Regions from separate parts of the Sus scrofa genome. Here region 2 is linked to region 1. The links are chromatin contacts, called in public HiChIP or PLAC-seq maps. All regions are on one chromosome and are shown on one strand. Each heading gives the region's core, a stretch centred on a gene start, on an enhancer-like site or on the middle of the called end of the contact. The rest is flanking DNA. Distances are from core to core; before and after follow the strand shown.

Region 1 (4,738 bases), core at 466-2,965:
GTACCCAAGGCTTGCCGAGGCCCATATTCACAAGCTTGCCTGTTCTTTTGGCTCAGGCTCCCAGGCTCCACAGTACTAAAGAAATAAACTTAAACTTTTAGCCTCCCCTCATAGATTGCTCTGAGCTTCTGCTCCCACTGAAAATGAAACAGTACCCAGGGCCCAAGTGGCTGCTGGGCCTTCTCAGAAAACCCCCCAAATACAGTGCTGCCTTTTCAGCAGCGTAGAGGTTCTTCACTCTTTGGAGTCACTGACCTCTTGGGGGAGATAAGAATGGATAACACCAATATTTGCTGAGCTGTGCTGAGCACAGTGTGTGCATTGTCTCATTTAATGCTCAGCAAGTCCTTTGGGAGGAAATAGACGCAGTGGACACATGAGGGAATAGAAGCTCGTGAAGGTTAAGGATCTGCTCAAGGTCACACAGCCTGTGTAGTGGATTCAGATTCAACCCTTGGTCTGGGACCTTAGAATCGGAGCTTCAAGCCAGTCCTTGAATTGAGGGTTCCTGTGATCCTCTCCAGGATCTTGCCATGGGCTCCTGGGCACAGAGTGGGGCTGCAAACATGCAGACTCCCCAAGTCCTTCCCAGAAAGCCCAGCAGGGACTCCTCCAGAGCCAGAGGGGGCCGAGGGGCCTGGGGCTCCGTGTAGAATTCTAACCTACGTCCTGACTTGAAGACTTCCTGGCTGAGACACACCCCGGTCTCTCTATTACCCACTGGCTTTTTGGCCCTGGAGACCAAAGCCCTGGCTGTGCCGAGCCCCATCGGTGCTATTGACACAGAGCCGGCCCTTGCCATAGGCATGGTCTCATTTAATTCCATTCTCAGAGGGACCTGCTGTTTCTAAAGTGTCTGGCAATGAGGCTGGAAGTTTTGAACGGCCTGGACTAGCTTCTGCTTGAGATGCTGTTGTGGTCACTAGGTCAGAGCCTGGGCAGGCAGGCCTCTGGAAGGAGGACCAGCTTTGGGCTTTTTGGACAAGAGAGGAAATCAACCACAGGTTAGTAGTGGGCAGTTTGGTGTGTGTATGTGTGTGTTGTGGGGGGTGGTTCTTCTAAAAGGCAGTTGGACTGGGTTTGGTTAGAGGGACAGACTCCCCTCTGCTTTCCACCCCCAACCAAGGCTGCATGTTCTGGGGGCCACACAGTCCATGACATCCACCCCCAGGAAATATTAGGGAACCAGGGGACCCTGGGAATGTACCCAGATGTCAAGCACCAAAGTGAGAACTGGGCCCTGGCCCCTTCCTGGGGGTACAGCCCTGCTGGGCCCCGGACAAGGGCATTTTCCTCCCTTTCTTTTCTTCCTTCCCAGCTCCTTCAACCCTCTCTCCGGACTCCCGTTCTCCCTCCTCTCTTCCTGTCTTCTCTTCTCTTAGGCTCAGCCTTTTGGGCTAAGGTAGCCTTTAACCTGAGGCTCCAGGGACTCCTGGGGTAATGAGCTCCGGGGAGGTTCCCACCCCTCCTCCAGGGACCGTGGCTGCCGCTGCTTCCCCTCCGCGCCCCGCGCAGCCACGGGCTCCGGGCTCCGCATCGCAGGGGGACAGCCTTCCCCAAATGCCTTGGCTCAGGCCAGCGGCAGATCACCCGCTCCTCCGCCCGCGCTCCCCGTGGTCTCCCCTTCTTACTTGACAGCTGCGCGGCAATGAGGAGCCAGAGCCTCGGCTGCATCTTGGCGCGCCCGGGAACACCTGGTCCCGATGGTCTCGGCTGAGACGGTGCGGGCTGGAACCGGGCGGGGCAGCCGGGGGGAGGGGGGATAGCGGGGAGGGAGGGCCCCGCGGGAAGAGGGGCGGGAGCCTGGTGTGAGGATGGCGAGGTCTCCGCCCTCATCCTCCCCGCATTGCAAAGGTCTTGGCTGCATTTCCAGTAAGGAGGTGACCCCGCTGTCCGCGTCAAGCAATTGCACGTGAGTGATCGCCTCTTGCTCTGGAAGGTGGTCAGCACAGGGTCATGACTCCATGCGACTCCAGAGGAGGCCACTGAGACTCAGAGATGCCAGGATGCTCAGGAGGCCCCCACAGGAGTGGTGGTGGAGCAGGACCCCAACTCCAGTCACTTCCTTCCTTTTTGAGTAGTTATGGAGCGCCTCCTGGGTACCCTGGGCCCAGTGGAGTCTGGGGGTGACCAAGACCTAGACCCTGCCCTCAAGGGCACGCACTTGTAAGGGCGAAGGAAAGTTAACTGATGAGACATGCAGTCTGATAGTGAGGAGGGTGTGCTGTGGCAGGGGAGAGGGGCCCCCACCTCTGCCTGGCCTGGGGCAGAGCCAGACCTACACCTTCAGGGTCAGGAAGAGCTTAGAGTATGATATTCTCTTTACCCTCCTCACTCGTGTAATTCCTGTTAAAATAACGCTGAAACAGGGACTCAGCAGAAGATCAACAAAGACGTCTACTTTGAAGCTGTGTGTGTGGCGGCGGGGAGGCTCAAGTTCACCCTGCTCTCCTGCTGTGTGGGTGCTGCAAAGCTATGGAGCTTTGGCTGCCAGTGATGCAGTCCAGTCCTGGGCAGGGAGACTTATCAGGGTGATCTTCCTGTTCAAGGGCCAAGTGCAGGTTCACAGAGGGAGGGGGTTGGGCTGTTGGAGGAGGGCGTTCCAAGAATACTGAGGGCCTGTGGGCCCAAGGGAGCCTGGGGAGGGCAGTGGGAGGAAGCCACCTTATCAACAAGGACCTAAACCTGCAGACCAGTTGGTTTGGACCTAAACTCTGAGAGATTTGAGTTAATTGAGAGGGGATGGAGTGTCCCTGAAGGGATTGAAAGCAGGCGGCAGGGCAAGGACACTTCCAGCATCCGGAGCCAATCTCCTTTGTCCTATAACTGTGGCGTATAAATTATATTGATTTGTTTGTTTGTTTGTTTTTTGCTTTTTAGGGCCAAACTCGAGGCATATGGAGGTTCCCAGACTAGTGGTCAAATCGGAGCTACAGCTGCCATCCAACACCACAGCCGCAGCAACACCGGATCCTTAACCTACTGAGCGAAGCCAGGAATTGAACCTGCAACCTTATTTTTTATATTTTATTTCTTTGTCTTTTTTAGGGCTGCACCCATGGCATATGGAAGTTCCCAGGCTAGGGATCTAACTGGAGCTGTAGCCACTGGCCTATGCCAGGCGAACAGTAACGCTGGATCCGAGCCGCATCTGCGGCCTACACCACAGCTCACAGCAACGCTGGATCCTTAACCCACTGAGCAAGTCCAGGGATCAAACCCAAAACCTCATGGTTCCTAGTTGGATTCATTAACCACTGAGCCATGATGGGAACTCCCTAACCCACAACCTTATGGTTCCTAGTCAGATTCATTTCTGCTGCCACATGATGGGAACTCCTTGATTTGTTTTTATGTTGAATCACCCTTGCAGTCCCAGGACAAGTCATGGTGTGTAATCATTTCAACATGTAGTTGGGTTTTGTTTGCTAGTATTTTGCTGAGGATTTTTGTAACTATATTCATAAGAGATATTGGTCTCTAGTGTGACCTTTGTACAAGATTGACCACTGAGCTATTTTGATCTGTGAATGCTTTTATTTTATTCGTTTTCTTTTTAGGGCCACACCTGTGGCATTTGGAAGTTCCCAGGCTAGGAGTTGAATTGGAGCTGCAGCTGCCAACCTATACCGCAGCCTCAGCAATGCAGGATCCGAGCCACATCTGCGACTTACACCACAGCGTGTGGCAACACCGGATCCTTTAACCCACTGAGCAAGGCCAGGGATTGAACATGCATCCTCAAGGATACTAGTCTGATTCTTTTTTTTTTTTTTGTCTTTTTTTGCCATTTCTTGGGCCGCTCCCGCAGCACATGGAGGTTCCCAGGCTAGGGGTCAAATCGGATCTGTAGCCTCCGGCCTACGCCAGAGCCACAGCAAAGCGGGATCCAAGCCGCGTCTGCAACCTACACCACAGCTCACGGCAACGCTGGATCATCAACCCACTGAGCAAGGGCAGGGATAGAACCCTCTACCTCCTGGTTCCTAGTCAGAGTCGTTAACCACTGAGCCACGACGGGAACTCCTAGTCTGATTCTTAAACTGATGAACCACAGCAGAAATTCCTTTGACTGCTTTTAGAGCTGTAGCAATTCCTGTGCTGTATTAATGAAGCAGAGGCATTAATGGCTGTAAAACATCTAAGCTAACGCATGTTTCCAGTTTACTTTCCAGCCTCTGCAAGCTGTGCTGATCTAGAAAAGCTTCCTTGCCCTCATGCCCTTCATTCAACAATCACATAGTGAGTGTGGTCTAACCCTGTGCTCAGCCCAGGGATACCAAGGTCAGCAAGAGCCAATCCCTGCCCTGAAGGTGCCGAATCTCCAGACTGACACAGACATGTGGACAATTACAACTGCATCAGTTCAAGCACCAGGTCACCCATCAATTCCGATTCGACGCCTAGCCTCCTTATGCCGTGGGTGAGGCCTTAACAAGCAAATAAATAAATAAATAAATAGGCTAAAAGTCAACGGTCCTGATGCTTCCCGGCCCTAATGGGTCCTCTGTCCCGGATTCTTCTGTCTCCCTCGCTCTCAGTGGGTGGTTGCAGGTAAGGGAGGGAGTTGTGATGTTGAGAAAGAGCACATGCGCCTTTCTAGTCCTGCCACTCACCATCTGGGCAACTTGAGGACATCTATTCAACTCTCTGAGCCCCAGTTTTCTCAGTTGTATACTGGAAATAATGATCCAGCACCATAGGGCACGGTGATGTAGACACGAGGACTTCCTAGTGA
Region 2 (5,084 bases), core at 2,499-4,998, 340 kb before region 1:
ATGGTGTAATGTTGCACGGTGATTATCCATGCTTTACAGAAATTTCAAAGCCTTATAGGGTAGAAGTGGTTGGTTATCTGAGATGTTTGCAAAATAAACAGCAGCATATTTTTTACAAGTGTATTTTTCCCCTAACACCAATAGATAGATGGCAGTGTTACTCTCTAATAGCTTTATAGTATCAAAATTGTTCCCATTTGGAGTAAGCACTCAGGATGGAAACAGTGAAAAAGTGTTCATTTTCAAATACTTTATACCTTAAACATCATTTAATTTAAAAAGCGGTCACTTTTCAAAAGTTAGGTGACTAAGCTGACTCCTCAAAGTAGAGAAAAGGCTCTTTGGAAAGAGCGTAGGGTTGGCCTCTCTCCAGCTCCACTAGTTTTACAAACGGGAAGCAGGACTTCAAGAGGATAGGGGGGACATTGACCTGATCACATATCCAAGGGGCAGAGAGTGGCAGGTCTGGGGCTGCCACTAATTTCCAGGCTGGAGCCTACCTCCAGCCCCAGGGCTCTGCCACAGCACCCTTACTGTATCAGCTTATGTTCCTTTCATAAAAGACCATGGTGTGTTTTGTTTCAGGATTTTCTTTTTTTTCTGGGAATCCTTTCCCTGGGACCATTGCTTTTGGTTCCATCTGTGTTAGAGGCTCTCTCCGTTTAGAGATTGGTTTTATCAATGTGCAGTCACCCATTGCTAGGACTGGAAGGGGCTTTGGGCTGAAGGCTGGGTAGAGGTCCCTTTCTTCCTGTTTTGCACAGCTCTTTTCACTGTTTGGCACTAGCCAAACCAGCAGGCAGCTTCTGATGAGGCTCTGAGATCTTTTCCTTTTCCCGACTCCTGTCCCAGTTTCATCTCCTTCCTTCTGCCCCCAGTGTTAACAAAGCATCCTGAAGTTTGTGTTTATCATATCCTTACATTTCTAGTTTTAACATACATATTTGTATTCCTGCAAAATACCTTTTCAGTTTTTAATCATTTTTGAGTTTCATAAAGTAAATAGAATCAAACTTTTGGATCTTTATCCATGTTGTCCATGTCCCATGAAATAACTGTTATTTCCATTTATTGGTCTTCTGTCATGTTAACTGCTTTGTTTTTTTTAGATTTTATATTTTTACTTTTCATTATAGAAATATTTTCTAGGCGTTCCTGTCGTGACACAGCAGAAAAGAATCTGACTAGGAACCATGAGGTTGCGGGTCCAATCCCCGTCTCGCTCAGTGGGTTAGGGATCCAGCGTTGCCATGAGCTGTGCTGTAGGTCACAGACACGGCTCGGATCCTGTGTTGCTGTGGCTGTGGTGTAGGCCGGCAGCTGTATCTCTGATTAGACCCCTAGCCTGGGAACCTCCATCTGCCGCAAGAGCGGCCCTAAAAAGAAAAAAAAAGGGGGGGGAAAATTTTCCAAATGCACTGAGAACTTGAGAGCCTAGTACAGTGACTTCCCATATATTCATCACCTAGTTACAAAGGGCATCATTTTTTTTTTCCATAATTGTTTCACTGTTTCTTCCCTTTATATTTTTCCTTTTCCATAGTAAAGAAAATCTCATTTATCCTGTGATTTTTGCCCAATATAAATCTGATACTTCAGCAAACTGCAAGGAAAGGAAAGCACAGCAAGGCCCTAGGGCCTTGATCCCAGATTGAAATTATAAGGTACCCTCTGCTCATAAAACCACAGGCCTGCAAACTACAGAGAGAAATTCCTTGGCCTCCAAAGAAGACAGGGTTGTTTAAGGGCCAGGCAGGTTAGAAAACCACCTTGGCTCGCCCACCACCGGCCATGCTTCTCTGTGCTGCCCATTCAGGAAGCAGTGTCCTCATGTCAGGATGGGCATCCAAGCTTCAAGGTCAATACTGAACAAAGTGGGCCTTCTGGGGTGAGAGATCAGAGTCTTAATACTGAGCACCAGCATGGACCTTGTGTTCCGGCTCACCTCTTTCGTTTTTTTTCTTTTTTCTTTCTTTTTTTTTTTTTTTTTTTTTTGGCTACACTTTCTAGCTTTAGCTTTCTTTCTTGCCAGCATATTGACTCATTGAAAAAAATTTAGTAATTTCATCTAAGATTTTCAGTTCTCAGAAGGAGAAAACTTGTATTTTGCCTGTCACCAGAAACAACTTGTATTTTGCCTGTCACCTGTCCTAGTATTAGAAATTGTTTTTTGTTTTTAATTTTTGTAATTAGTTAATAAGAGATTCTTTGCAAAGTTAGAAAGATGAAATAATTTCATGTTTAATATGATTGTGTTATTTGTACATGACTAGAAAGGCAGCTTTTAAATTTTGTGACCATTATCCCAGGGAGTGGGAAAAACTGTCAGCCTTTGCTGTCCCAGTAAATCTAAGGCATTTTCTGTTTGAAGGATTAATTACACCAGAAGATCGGAAATACGGAACAACAAATCTTCATTTAGATGTATCTGATGCAGCGAATGTCATGGTCTATGTGGGGATTCCTAAAGGACAGTGTGACCAAGAGGAAGGTAGGTGCTGAGCCTGAAAGTGGAGCTTTCTCTCTGAACTAGAACATGTGGTCTGATATTTGCTCTTTTTGTTGCAGAAGTCCTTAAAACCATCCAAGATGGAGATTCTGATGAACTCACAATAAAGAGATTTATTGAAGGAAAAGAGAAACCAGGAGCCCTCTGGCACATATATGCTGCTAAAGACACAGAGAAGATAAGAGAATTTCTTAAAAAGGTGTGCTCCTTACCCTGTGGCATGCAGGATTATCAATTACTACGTGTCAAGAACTGACCCGGTTACTGGGGAATAATCACAACCTCAGAAGTTAAGTCTGTGCATCTCAGATTGGATAGTCTGAGGCTGGTTGCTAAGGAACAGTGATTTCTAGATGATTAGGCTCACCCCTCTGAACAGAGGGGGACTTGGCTTTTTTCTTATTTATGTCTTGTCTTATGTTATAGTGAGTGCATTTGGAGATTTTTGTGCTCAAGGTTAATCCCTTTGGGAGTTCCCATGTGGCACAGCAGGTTAAGTATCTGGCATTGTCACTGTGGCTACTAGGGTTGCTGCTGTGGTGAGGGTTCAGTCCCTGGCCTGGGAACTTCCACATGCCGTGGGTGCAGCCAAAAAAACAAACAAAAAAAGACTCTGCTAGTCATGATTTATAGGAAATGACATAAGGCAAGCCACATTTCCCTTCATTCTTCTCTTGCTTCATTTTGTTAATGTCTTCGACTACTGTTGGTCTCTTTCTGCCATCAGGAGCGTGTATTCAAGGAGGCCTGACATTTCGTGGCCACCCACACTGTTCAGGGGGGGGCAAAATGTCTTCCCTGAGCCTCAGCCTGTTGCTCAGTTTCATAACATTTTGTATGTGTTCCAGGTATCAGAGGAGCAAGGTCAGGAAAACCCTGCAGATCACGATCCCATTCATGATCAGAGCTGGTATTTAGACCGATCATTAAGAAAGCGTCTTCATCAAGAGTATGGAGTTCAAGGCTGGGCTATTGTGCAGTTTCTTGGAGATGTGGTATTTATCCCAGCAGGAGCTCCACATCAGGCAAGAACCATTCCTTTATTCTTTATTCTCTTTACACTGTAAACTTTTGCACGTGTTAACTGATGTGGTTTGTCACTTTCCAGGTTCATAACTTATATAGTTGTATCAAAGTGGCTGAAGATTTCGTTTCTCCAGAGCATGTTAAACACTGCTTCTGGCTCACTCAGGAATTCCGCTATCTGTCACAGACTCATACGAATCATGAAGATAAATTACAGGTAAAAATAGCACTGATTCCTGGCATTCTCTGATCCTGGCTTCATGGCCCATTACTGACCTTATAAAAATAATCAGTGCATTTGGCCATATCATGCTCAGTACGGTGAGTTGATGAACTGGCTTTCTATCTAGGTCTACCATCCACTTAGGCAAAGGAGGAATAAACACAAAATCTCATTTTGGTTTGATATTGTTTAGACTTTGTAAGGGGCTGTGCCCCCAAAGAAAGGCTTTAGTCTTGAAAATGACTAGGTCTGACTTGGGATTGTGGCTCAGCTGCCAGACAGGGGTCTTGATCAAAGACCTTTAGTGCTATAGTGTTCTCAGCCTTGGGGAGAGTAGAGCAGAGTCTCTGCAGTCCAAAGAGGGTCTCAGAGAGTGGGGTCTTTAGAGGCTTTCCTTAGTGAATTATATAATGTGGGAAACCAGGGCAGTAAAGAAACTCTGGAAACTAGAGTTATACCCTGGGACTTGCTTCTCCCCGCACTCACTGGGGGCAGGGCCATGTGCGATCAAAGCCTATGGAGGGGAAAAGTTTTTCAAAGGCGGCCTGGGTTTAAAATGTGTATGAAATACTAGCAAGGAGCCCTAAATAGCCTTTCAGCTGTTATTAACACTTCATATTGAATTTTGAGTTTTAAATGGTTATAAAATTGGTAGGGGGAAGTTTATTCTTAGCCACAGATTTTCGAGTTAATGGTAAACTGACCACATTTTCTCTCCTCCTTTCAGGTGAAGAATGTTATCTACCACGCAGTGAAAGATGCGGTTGCTATGCTGAAAGCCAGTGAATCCAGTTTTGGCAAACCCTAGGGGTCCCAGAGGCGCATAACCCCCCTGCACATTGGAAGTGAATTACTGGCAGCTGTTCAAACTCTTCAGGCAGGATTCCTGTGGACTTTGAGATTCATGTTACCTCATCTTCTTTTTTAAACTGTACCCACCTGGTAAGGGTACTCTGTCTAATGTATATTTCTAGTGTTTACAGACACTAAATGTGTATATGTAGTAACTATTTACAGAACATGCATCCTTAAACTGTGACTGCTCACCCAGTGCAGAGCTTCTACCAAGCCGTAAAAACGAAACCTCTTATCAGCTCTGGAAACCACCTGCAGTTGTTCCCCGGCTGTTTGATCTGACAGCTTCGTCAGATGGGTTATAACGATTAGGAATCACTGCGCAGTTTATTTGGGTTGCGTTTTGTTGTGTGTCTGTCTGCGTACCCTCTCCCCCACCCCTTAGGGTTCAGAAGAGCAGTGGAGGAAACGACCGCCAGCAAAGCAGTGCTTACTGTATAGCATTAGGACTGGCATTATATAGCAGAAATC

What was found. HiChIP or PLAC-seq counts read pairs in DNA pulled down with a chosen protein or histone mark.
Region 2: a contact with region 1 is called in an H3K27ac HiChIP or PLAC-seq map of skeletal muscle, with 5 times the contacts expected there. The contact joins the enhancer-like site here to the promoter of CD8B in region 1. A contact is called at or near these places in 1 of 5 promoter capture datasets (fetal liver), 6 of 47 Hi-C or Micro-C datasets (embryonic fibroblasts, fetal skeletal muscle, heart right ventricle and 2 more) and 1 of 2 datasets of contacts at active chromatin or transcription factors (skeletal muscle).

The regions. Positions count from the first base shown.
Region 1 is chr3:57,965,335-57,970,072 of Sscrofa11.1, reverse strand. It overlaps CD8B (CD8b molecule), which reads right to left and starts at 1,715. Exons shown (of 6, transcript NR_145981.1): 1 at 1,632-1,715.
Region 2 is chr3:58,302,450-58,307,533 of Sscrofa11.1, reverse strand. KDM3A (lysine-specific demethylase 3A) reads left to right here. Exons shown (of 26, transcript XM_003124935.6): 22 at 2,372-2,491; 23 at 2,569-2,708; 24 at 3,358-3,534; 25 at 3,618-3,752; 26 at 4,486-5,084. The coding sequence ends at 4,566. Among named protein-coding and RNA genes, the nearest start is that of KDM3A, 50 kb to the left of the region's middle. Within about 2 kb of position 3,748, at least 2 of the 83 cell types and tissues checked have an H3K27ac peak or open chromatin away from gene starts, as enhancers often do. A contact at or near this core is called in skeletal muscle, where this site is marked.